Regions from separate parts of the Mus musculus genome. Here region 1 is linked to region 2. A link is a contact called in public promoter capture Hi-C data. All regions are on one chromosome and are shown on one strand. The core of a region is the stretch at or near the end of the contact, and the rest is flanking DNA. Distances in the headings are between cores, read along the strand shown.

Region 1 (4,772 bases), core at 796-3,295, 120 kb before region 2:
CCCACGGAGCCACCTTGCCGGACTCGGTATAAATGTTTTTTTAACCAAGGGATCTGTGAATGGCCCCCAAACAGACCTGGAGTGCTCACGATACAGAGACCCTCGACTCAAACTGCCTTGGCCTCACTCTCTTGAATCCAGAAAAACAAATCAGTTTCCCCGGTAAGGATTATACTCTTACCATCTTTGAGGACTTGGACAACGATCAGGTGCTCTCGCTGGAGACCAGTATGGATGGATGCCCCACATGAACTTCGGGTATGTATGTAGGGTATCTCGTCACCCTGGGTCTCCTGCCTCTTGATAGGAAAGCACCATTCTTGGGTCACAGCTTAGACACGAGATCATCAACACAATGGCCCCTTGTCACAGGATGGGCTTTACAGGTCACCCTTCTGGGGTCCCTCAAATCCACCTTCACCACACTCAGCCCTATAGCCTCAGGAAGTCCCCTGACTTCCAAGGGCCCCAAAGATATAGATAGATAGATAGATAGATAGATAGATAGATAGATAGATAGATAGATAGATAAATAGATAGATAGGAACCAGAACCATATATATCACTCTTAAAAGAACAGAGAAGAGCTGGCCCCAGCTCTAGATGGACAGAGAGGGGGTGGGAAGAGCCTGGAATCCCGCATCCATCCTGTTCTGTGTGACAGGGACAGAGTGACCAATGCATGCTCCTAGGAATGGGATCCTGAGATCCCGCCCCTTCTGGGCCTGCAGCCACAGGTGGCTGTTAACTGCGTGTAGTCCTTCTCAGCCCTCCTTGGTGAAAGGCCTCACTGTGCTAGATCAGCCAGATTACATCCATTAGTCATTCAACACGCATCATGGCGGCCTGTTGCCATGGAAAGTGCAAAGGCGTTGAGGCGTCAACTCCCAGCCCTACTCACTCTTGTGGGAAGTCGGACAAACTGAGTAACCTCTCTGAGCTTCCAGAGATTTTGCTTCCTGCCCATAACATGAGGACACAGTCTTACCTCCAGGGGCTGAATGGAATGGACACTCAATAAGCAGAAGCCATCATTTGTGATGATCTTGGGCCACAGAGGTGAACCGTGGTGGAAGCCCTTAGGGGCCTTTTGAGCAGGAATCAGTTTTGTGTAAGTGGTTAAAGTAGTTGATGGCGTGATATGGGGTGTCACAGAGGAGGAGGAGGAGGAGGAGGAGGAGGAGGAGGAGGAGGGAAGACCGATGAATCAAGAGAGGCTGCTGGGAGGAGTTGGCTGGATTCTTCTTTTGTGTTTGCTACTAAATCCCTGTGCAACTTTGAGTTGATGACTTCCTTACCCTGAGGACCTCAGGTTCCCACCGATTGCAAGGTGGTCATTAAGCAGTGACTAGATGTAGCTGTGAATGGCTTTCTTCTAAAAACAAACAAACAAAACAACAACAAAAACGCAGGTGTCCTGGGCAGGGTAAAGACTCCAGCTAATCCAGTTTTGGTTCTGGGAGTGAGCCTAGTGTAGCCTGCCCTTCACCCTTGCTCTCCCTTCCCCCTGCCCTCCCCCAATCCCCCCAGATCCCAACAGAGGAGGAGCAAGGGCCACTCTGGTCTGGCTCCCAAAGAGGTCCCTTAACCCTGCTCAGCTGCCTGGATCGCAGTCCCACACAGCCTCATCTTTCCCAATCTAAACAGGGCAGGTCCTGGATGTCTCCTCTCTCAGTCCATACCTGTGTCTGCAGATGCTGTGTTCAGCTTGCCAGAGGGCCTATCACAGTGCCCATGAACGCTTAAACTGCTGCTCCAAGAGATCACCCTGTAGTTGGCCAGTGGCCTTATGAGCAGTCTTTAGACTGTCTCTAAATCAGATTCATTCATTCAAGTACTTATTGAGCGCCTGTTGTGTACCAGGCCCTAGCATAGATGCTAAATGCAAAGATGATAGATTGGAACCAGAACCCCTAAACACAGAACGGATCTGATGCCTCGTGGGCCCAGCCGGGGACTCGGTGACTCGCGTGTCACAGCGGCTGGGCGGATCGGTCTCCTCCCCTTCCTCTACCCGCCCCGCCCCGAGGCCGCCTCCACCCGCGGGATCCCAGCGACGCGTCCGACGCGTCCGCGCGCCAGGACTACTGCGTCCTCCTGTCTGTCTGTCTATCCGGCGGCGGGCGAGGTCCGGGCTGGGGCAAAGCGGTGCCCTCCTTCCCTCCCTCCCGGGAGCCAGCGGAGAAAGAGTCAGCGGGGGGTGAAAAGAGCCAGCGCGGGGAGATCACGGTGAGCGTGTAGCGCAGGGACCCCAAATCCCTGGCTCTGGCGGGCCCACGGGCAGATGCCACCGGGCGGGGACATAACGACCTGCAGCTCTTTTGCCCCCGGGGACGCCACCCCTGAGGAAACCTCGGTCGCGGCTCCATCCGGCACCCTCCATCCATCTCAACATCCCGCATCTTGAACTCGAATCCCTGCATCCCACATCCTTCATTCCGCATCCCGGAATTCTGCATCTCCACATCCCGCGTCCCTGCATCCCACACCGCAGCCCCCGGTAGCGCGCGGCCCGGGGCGGGGGACGCGCTCCAACCGAACACGGGCCACTGCGGGTGACAGCCTGGGGTATGATGCCCGCTGTTCTCCGGGTACCCCAGGGACTGCAGGGCACAGACCCCCGAGCCTCCCTGCCGCCCCCCCACCGGCGCCCCATTGTTCTCTGCCGCGGCTCCTGGGAGGGGGAGGGGGCTGCTCTCTTCTTAAAGGGCCCTTTCTCCTTCTTGTCGCCCCTGCAGGTCGCGAACACCAGTGGGGTGGGGCGTGCCCACGGCCCCCGCCCCTCCCCAGGGTCCCCCAGCTGCAGGTCCGGACCGCGATCCCCACGCTCCGCCCCCTTCCCTGGGAGATCTACCACCACTCAGGCCGGCCAGGAGAGGGGACAGGGGTGCAGGGGTGCAGGGAGCCCCGTCGGGAGGGGCGGACCCAAGTCACCCCGAAGCGAGGCACGGGATCTGGAAAGCGGAGCCAAGCGCGCAAGGAGCAGCAGGCTGGGGCCAGGGCCTCCTGGGTGACAAGGCCCTGCGTGGCGGACAGAAGGAACGGGAGAGAAGCAGGGACAGGCCGGACTTAGAGGGGCAAGTGCCTCCTCACTCCTGCACCTGCACTGAGGGGACTAAGGGATTGAGATCATGTCCCCCACCTAGGACAGACATTGCCTACCGCGCACCGCTGTGTGCAACAGCTGCGCTCTGCGGGAAGGGGTCCTCGCAGCGTCTGGATGGCCACCCATCCCCCTAACCCAGGCCTCTAGGCCTTGGAGACGAGCCCAGCTGGAAAAGAGGCCACACTCCTCGCCGCCCGCCCTGGAGAGGGAGGACGAAGCTTCCCCGGTGCTCCCAGGCCCAGGAGGAGCTGGGCCAGCAACAGTGGGGACCTGGCCCCGCAGGCGGCAGCGGCCATGTCACGGCCAGGCCAAGGTGTGATGGTGCCGGTGAACGGGCTGGGCTTCCCGCCGCAGAACGTGGCCAGGGTGGTGGTGTGGGAGTGGCTCAATGAGCACAGCCGCTGGCGACCCTACACGGCCACCGTGTGCCACCACATCGAGAATGTTCTTAAGGAGGATGCCCGGGGCTCTGTGGTCCTTGGCCAGGTGGACGCCCAGCTGGTGCCCTACATCATCGACCTACAATCCATGCATCAGTTCCGGCAAGACACAGGTGAGTGGCCTCCCAGAGGCCGGGCCAGCAGCTCTCACAGGGGGCGGGGGGGGGGGATGCAATAATTCCCCCCTCCCAGAATCCCTGAAAGGGGAGTCTGGGGCTCCTGGGAAAAGAGACCGTGTGACCTGGTCCAGATTAACATGTTGGTTCCAGCCCTATGTCTTATATTAGTTAGGGGTGGGGGGATGGATATGCAAATCACACAGCTCCAAGCCTCAGTTTCTTTGCCTGTAAAGTGGGTAGATTGCTGTCTCTCTGAGCTATGTAAAGATTTCTTTAAGTGGATCCCTCTTCCCCCCAGCCCTGAGCCCCTCAGTGCTTTAGCACACCCTCTTACCAAACCCACAGGACTGTTTGGTTTCTCTCTACTAATCACAGGCAGAAAGTCTTCCCCGTCCACCCCCCAATTCCCAGTGGGCCATTTTACAGGCAAAAGAAACTGAGTCTCTTCTGCAGCTGATTTGCACTCAGAGCCAAGATCAAAATCCAGGCAGCTGGGAGTCCAGAGCCATGGGGACAAACTGGCTGCAGGGGTGGGGTAGGGGTGGGGGGTGGTACAGATGATTCCTGAGAAATGCTGGTGATGTCTAAGGTGGTGGTGGGGGGCATGCTGGAAGAAAGAATGGCAGTGGCCTAGGAACGATGAGACGTTGAAGTGTCAAGGAGTGTAGAAATTCTTGATGGTCTGAAATGGTGCTGCTAAGCCTGATATTAGGAGTGGCCTGTGACGGGGGGGGGGGGCAGGCTAGGGGGTGCTGGCCATCTTGGTGGCCCCCTGGTGTGGGTGGTAGCTGTTGATGGTGGCCGTGGTGTGTCTGTGGTACAATCGTAACCGTGACGCTAGAGATGTCCCTACTCTCAGGCCCTCTCTCCTCTTCCGGGGATTTGTCACCTCTGTGGAGAGTTTCTGCCACATCACCGGGTGGCTTTCTGTGACACAACGACAGGCAGTGTGCAGTGAGGCCCTGCCTCATGGGAACCAAGGAGCCCTTGGTGTGTTTGACCTCGAGGGGCAGTGATGGGGACTGAGGAGGCCTCTGTGCTTCCCTGGGTGACCGCTGCAGGCAGCTAGCCGTGATGACAATAGAATTTTCCCCCTTCCTGGCCAAC
Region 2 (4,779 bases), core at 717-3,216:
CTGGAGTGGGTGTGGCCCTGTTGGAGTGGGTGTGGCCTTGTTGTAGGTGCGTCACTGTGGGTGTGGGCTTTAAGACCTTCATCCTAAACTGGGCGTGGTGGCGCACACCTTTGATCCTAGCACTCTGGAGGCAGAGGCTGGCGGATTTCTGAGTTCGAGGCCAGCCTGGCCTATAAAGCGAGTTCCAGGACAGCCAGGGTTATACAGAGAAACCCTGTCTCGAAAAACAAGAACAAACAAACAAAAGACCTTCATCCTAGCTGCCTGGAAGTCAGTCTTCCGCTAGCAGCCTTCAGATGAAGATGTAGAATTCTCAGTTCGTCCTGCACCATGCCTGCCTGGATGCTGCCATGCTCCCACCTTGATGATAATGGACTGAACCTCTGAACCTGTGAGCCAGCCCCAAATAAATGTTGTCCTTACAAGAGTTGCCTTGGTCAAGGTGTAAAGCGAGCAGTCAAAACCTAACTAAGACACACACTAAGCACTCAATAAGCCCATGTTAAATATGTGAATTATTCGTTGTATGAGCCAAGAGAATGTCCTAGGAAATGCTTAGACAGAGGGAGTTAGGGTAGAATAAGTCGTGGCGGGGATCACTGCAATTAGCCTGGCAGTCACAGCACACACACGTTGTGAACATACCTTGTGCACTCACATACACGTAGGCACCCACAGATACATATAAAGTAAAAATAAATAAAGCTTTACGTTATTTTAAAAGAGCGTGTACGGCTTTTTGAAAGGACTAGAGTTTAGTCCCCTGCACCTATGACAGGTGGCTCACAACTGCCCACCCGTAATTAATTTTAGCTCCAGAGGATCCAAAACCCTTTGTCTGTATTCACATTCACATACCCCACCAACGCAGACATAGTGATAATAATATTAATAATGATAATAAAACTTTAACAATTAAAGGGGAAAAAACCTAATTAGACCAAGGGTGGTGGCACATGCTTTTAATCCCAGTACTCAAAGGCAAAGACTGGTGGATCTCTGTGAGTCTGAGGCTAGCCTGGTCTACAGAGTGAGTTCGAGACTACATAGTGAGACCTTGTTCCAAAATCAAAACAAACAACAAATCCTTATTTTAAGCATACACTGAAGGGGGTCACGCACCCAGCAAGCTGACCTCTGAACATAGTGCGGACAGTGGGCACCAAAACAAACCAACCCATCCAATTACTTGAACTAAGTTCACTCGATGTGAACTTCACAAATGGTATCAGTAAGAGATGAGGAGAGGGACTATGAAATGGCAGGTGGACCAGACAGGAAGCAAGACTATCAGAAGAGGATACTTGATGGTGCTTGCAGGAGGCCTAGAGGAGGACAGGATGGAGGTTGGGCAAGGGAGTGAGGACCTGGAGCTGGACGGGATGGCAAGTGGGGCGCGGACGCCTGGAGGGGAGAAATCACTGGACGGCGTGCCTACTAGGTGCACACAGCCTGCAGCCTGGGGCTTCCCCGCTGTCACTCACCAGCTCCTCAAGATGCAAGTTTCTTGGCCCACAGTTAAGCAACTCGGCGGCCCTTATGTTGCTAGGTTACGAGCCACTCTTAGAAGGCGGGACTTTGAGTTTGACTGACATTCTTTTTCACCATTTAACTTCGAATCGGGTTGCGTTGGCTCCGCCTCCTGAAAGATGGCCAATCAAAATCCCCGCCTCTCTGACGTTTCGCCAATGGAAAGACGCAGGATTCCTGTTGGTTGCGCGAGTGAGGCGGGGGTGGGGGTGGGGTGGGGAGGAAAGGGGTGTTGCTTCCTCGCCCCGCCCTCCCTTTGGGAGGAGGGCTGTGAGAACGCTGAGTGACGTGTAGTCTACCCTGTCAAATTTCATTGCGACCCCTCTGATGGCCAGTAGGCTGTGGCCTAGGGCCGTGGGCGGGGCTTTCGGGGCTGAGTGACAGGAGTCGGCGGATGCGAAGGCTGGCGCAGCTGCCGCTGTGGCAGCGGTGAGGCGGCGGTGGCGGCTGCTGAGGCTCCGCGCTGGGGATATTGGCGGCGGCAACTGCGGGCTGAGCTACGCTGTGCAGACCCAGTGCACAGTGCGGGATCCCGGGACGGCGCGTGTAAGGATCCGAGGGGTGCGCGATCTTGGCCCGAGGGCAAGGGTCAGGGGTCAGAAGGTGCAGAGAAGGGGCTGGGGCTGAGTGCTCCAGAAGCCCGAGGCGGGGCCCTGGGAGGTGGCCGGCATGCTCTCTCCTTGCGGATCCCCTTCTCTCTGCACCCCTTTTCTTTGGCCTGACTTCCTGGGGCGACCCGGATCGCGATGGGGATCGTGGGGAGCTAGAGCCCCCGAGCGACCCTTCCTCCCTGCTCACCTCCCTGCTGTGTCCTCTTGTGACCTGGCCGGGGACTCCTGCCTGGGTCAGTCTGCCTCAGGGGACAGATCGCAGGATGGCAGCTAGCTATCTGATTCCGGGACCTTCTTCCAGGGGTGACCTTACCCCAGGGGTGACTCGCTGGGTCTCCGCTAGAGAGAGAACCAAGGTCTGCCAAAGGGCTGGACCTTAGGAGCTCCGAGTCTGCTGTGTGACCTTGGACAGTTTACTTACCCTCTCTGGGCCCCGTTTCTTTCTCTTTGAAAAGTCATAGGCTCTTCAGGAGGCAAAGGCAGGAGAATGGCAACTTCAAAGCTTCAAAGCTCCATAGGGATATCCCTACCACCAAAGACAAAAAACAAGAAAGCGGTTGGTGGATTTCGCCTAAGTGGAGTGCAGTTTCTAGGAATAGTTGGTGGGGCTGCGCTGAAGTGGGCAGTGTCCCCTGCGTTCCATGACTACTTGTGGCTCTTTACTTGGGAGAGGCCACGCTAAGCTGCCTCATGTATCAAGTGGGCGCTAACCAACTGAGGGCAGAGCCGTTGAGTCGGAGCCAGGAGGTTGTTTCCTGTGGGTGGGGTCTACAGCTGTGTACTGTAGATGTTCAGTAGCCTCTCTGGACTCCCTCGCAATCAATCCCAAGTTGTGATGCTGGAAATATTTCTAGACAGTGGGGACAAAGTCACTCCAGGCGAGAGCCATTGAGGTGAGACCAGGCATGTTAGAATGGAGTCATGCATCCCGCTGTTAAAATGTAAAACCCACTGGGAGGATCTCCCTAGGATGCTAGTGACGAACATTAGAAACCTGTTGTCATGCGTTGGGAGAGCTTCTTGCCTTCCAAGTGAATAGCGAGAACACACTGTTAGAGCCTCCTCCTCATGGCCTCAAAGTACATCCTTGTAATCCCTCTGCTGTGGAGTGCGTTAGAAGTGTGAGCCTAGTCTATGCAAGGCACTGGGGGAGGAGAGAGTTAAGCCAAAATTCAAAACACACTGCAGTTCTTTAGGCAGCCAAATGACGGGTATCTTGTGGGAGTTCCTCTTCTGTCTCCCCTTGTTGAGATTTCCAAGCAAAATAAATTCTCAAATCTGGAAAAGGAAAACAAAAAACACAAACGAACAACCCCCTCCCCACCCCCCACTTGCAGGAACTTTGCCAGGCAGAGTCTTTCAGGCTTAGCAGGCTGCTGCAGAAAGTGGTGTTTATCTCCGCTGCCGCCACCGCCTCTGTTAAGAGAGACAGGCTGTCTCTGCCTGGTGATGTTCCCATCCATCGTTCCTGGAAAGGGGGCAGACATTGCCCAGTTGTCCTGCCGAGGATTGGTTTGGAGGCGGACTATGTCTGGTGCACTGGCCACAGTTGGAGGCAGCAACCTGCTGCTGTCTCTAAGTTCAAAGGTCCCCGGGCAGATCTGCTGAGTCCTGCCTTTCTTTTTATCTCAGTAAGCAGAAGCCGGTCTGTGTAAACAGCTTCTCGAACAGGCCAGTCCTGAGGGTTTAAACCTGGAGAGAAGGAAGGATGGGGCTTTTGAAAAGGACTCTGATTATAAGTTGTAAGGAATGTGCAAGTGCTTCTTCCTCATTGAACATCTCCCGTAGAGGAGCGCAAAGGTCATGCAAGAAGAATTCCTGTCGGCCACCAGCAAAGCCAGGATGATCTTATGTATTCCCAAGAGTAATTACTGCTCTCTGAGGACAAGACCTGGTGACTTTAAGAGTCACCACACCTGGTTAGGAATGTAGGCCTGGAGACAAAGCTTGGCTTTCTGACTGTGGGCACTCAGGAAAGTTACCTATTACCTCTGTCCCTACCTGATGTGTAGAGGTTTTTATTTTTGTATAGCCCTGGCTGTCCTGGAACACACTCTGGCTGGCCTCTAACTCACAGAGATCCACCTGCCTCTGCCTCTGAGTGCTCAGATTAAAGGCATGCACCATCACAACAGACTCTGATTTTCATTTGTTGAGACTGTCTCTTATAAGTCAGGCTGGCCTTGAGCTCAATATATAGCCAAGGCTAGCCTTGAACTAGGACCTTCCTGCCTCAGGTCTCCCAAGTGCTGGAATTACAAGCCTGGGTCAGCATACCTGGTCTTACCTTCTTCATAGTTGGTGTGCCTTTATCTCCATAACTCTTATTCATCCTCTCCTCTCCTCTCCTCTCCTCTCCTCTCCTCTCCTCTCCTCTCCTCTCCTCTCCTCTCCTCTCCCCTCCCCTCCCCTCCCCTCCCCTCCCCCTCCCCCTCCCCCTCCCCCTCCCCCTCTTCTTCTTCTTCTTCTTCTTCTTCTTCTTCTTCTTCTTCTTCTTCTTCTTCTTCTTCTTCTTCTTCTCCTCTCTCTCCTTTCTCCCTCACCTTCTCTCTCTCTCTGTAAGTACACTTACTATATACAGTTCAACTGTCCTTAAACTATGTCACTCTCCTGCCTCAACCTCCCAATCATAGCAGAT

What was found. Promoter capture Hi-C pulls out the DNA fragments that hold promoters and counts their contacts.
Region 1: a promoter capture Hi-C map of pre-B cells shows a contact between it and region 2. The contact joins the promoter of Dtx1 here to the promoter of Tpcn1 in region 2. A contact is called at or near these places in 3 of 39 promoter capture datasets (the C10 cell line, embryonic stem cells and pre-B cells), 4 of 484 Hi-C or Micro-C datasets (CD4 T cells, embryonic stem cells and forebrain), 3 of 115 datasets of contacts at active chromatin or transcription factors (the SCID.adh cell line and embryonic stem cells) and 2 of 9 other capture datasets (liver and pancreatic islet).

The regions. Positions count from the first base shown.
Region 1 is chr5:120,708,942-120,713,713 of GRCm38.p6, reverse strand. Dtx1 (deltex 1, E3 ubiquitin ligase) reads left to right here and starts at 2,045. Exons shown (of 10, transcript NM_008052.3): 1 at 2,045-2,229; 2 at 2,739-3,659. The coding sequence starts at 3,401.
Region 2 is chr5:120,585,800-120,590,578 of GRCm38.p6, reverse strand. It overlaps Tpcn1 (two pore channel 1), which reads left to right and starts at 1,966. Exons shown (of 28, transcript NM_145853.2): 1 at 1,966-2,076. Iqcd (IQ motif containing D) reads right to left here and starts at 1,556. Exons shown (of 5, transcript NM_029408.2): 1 at 1,485-1,556.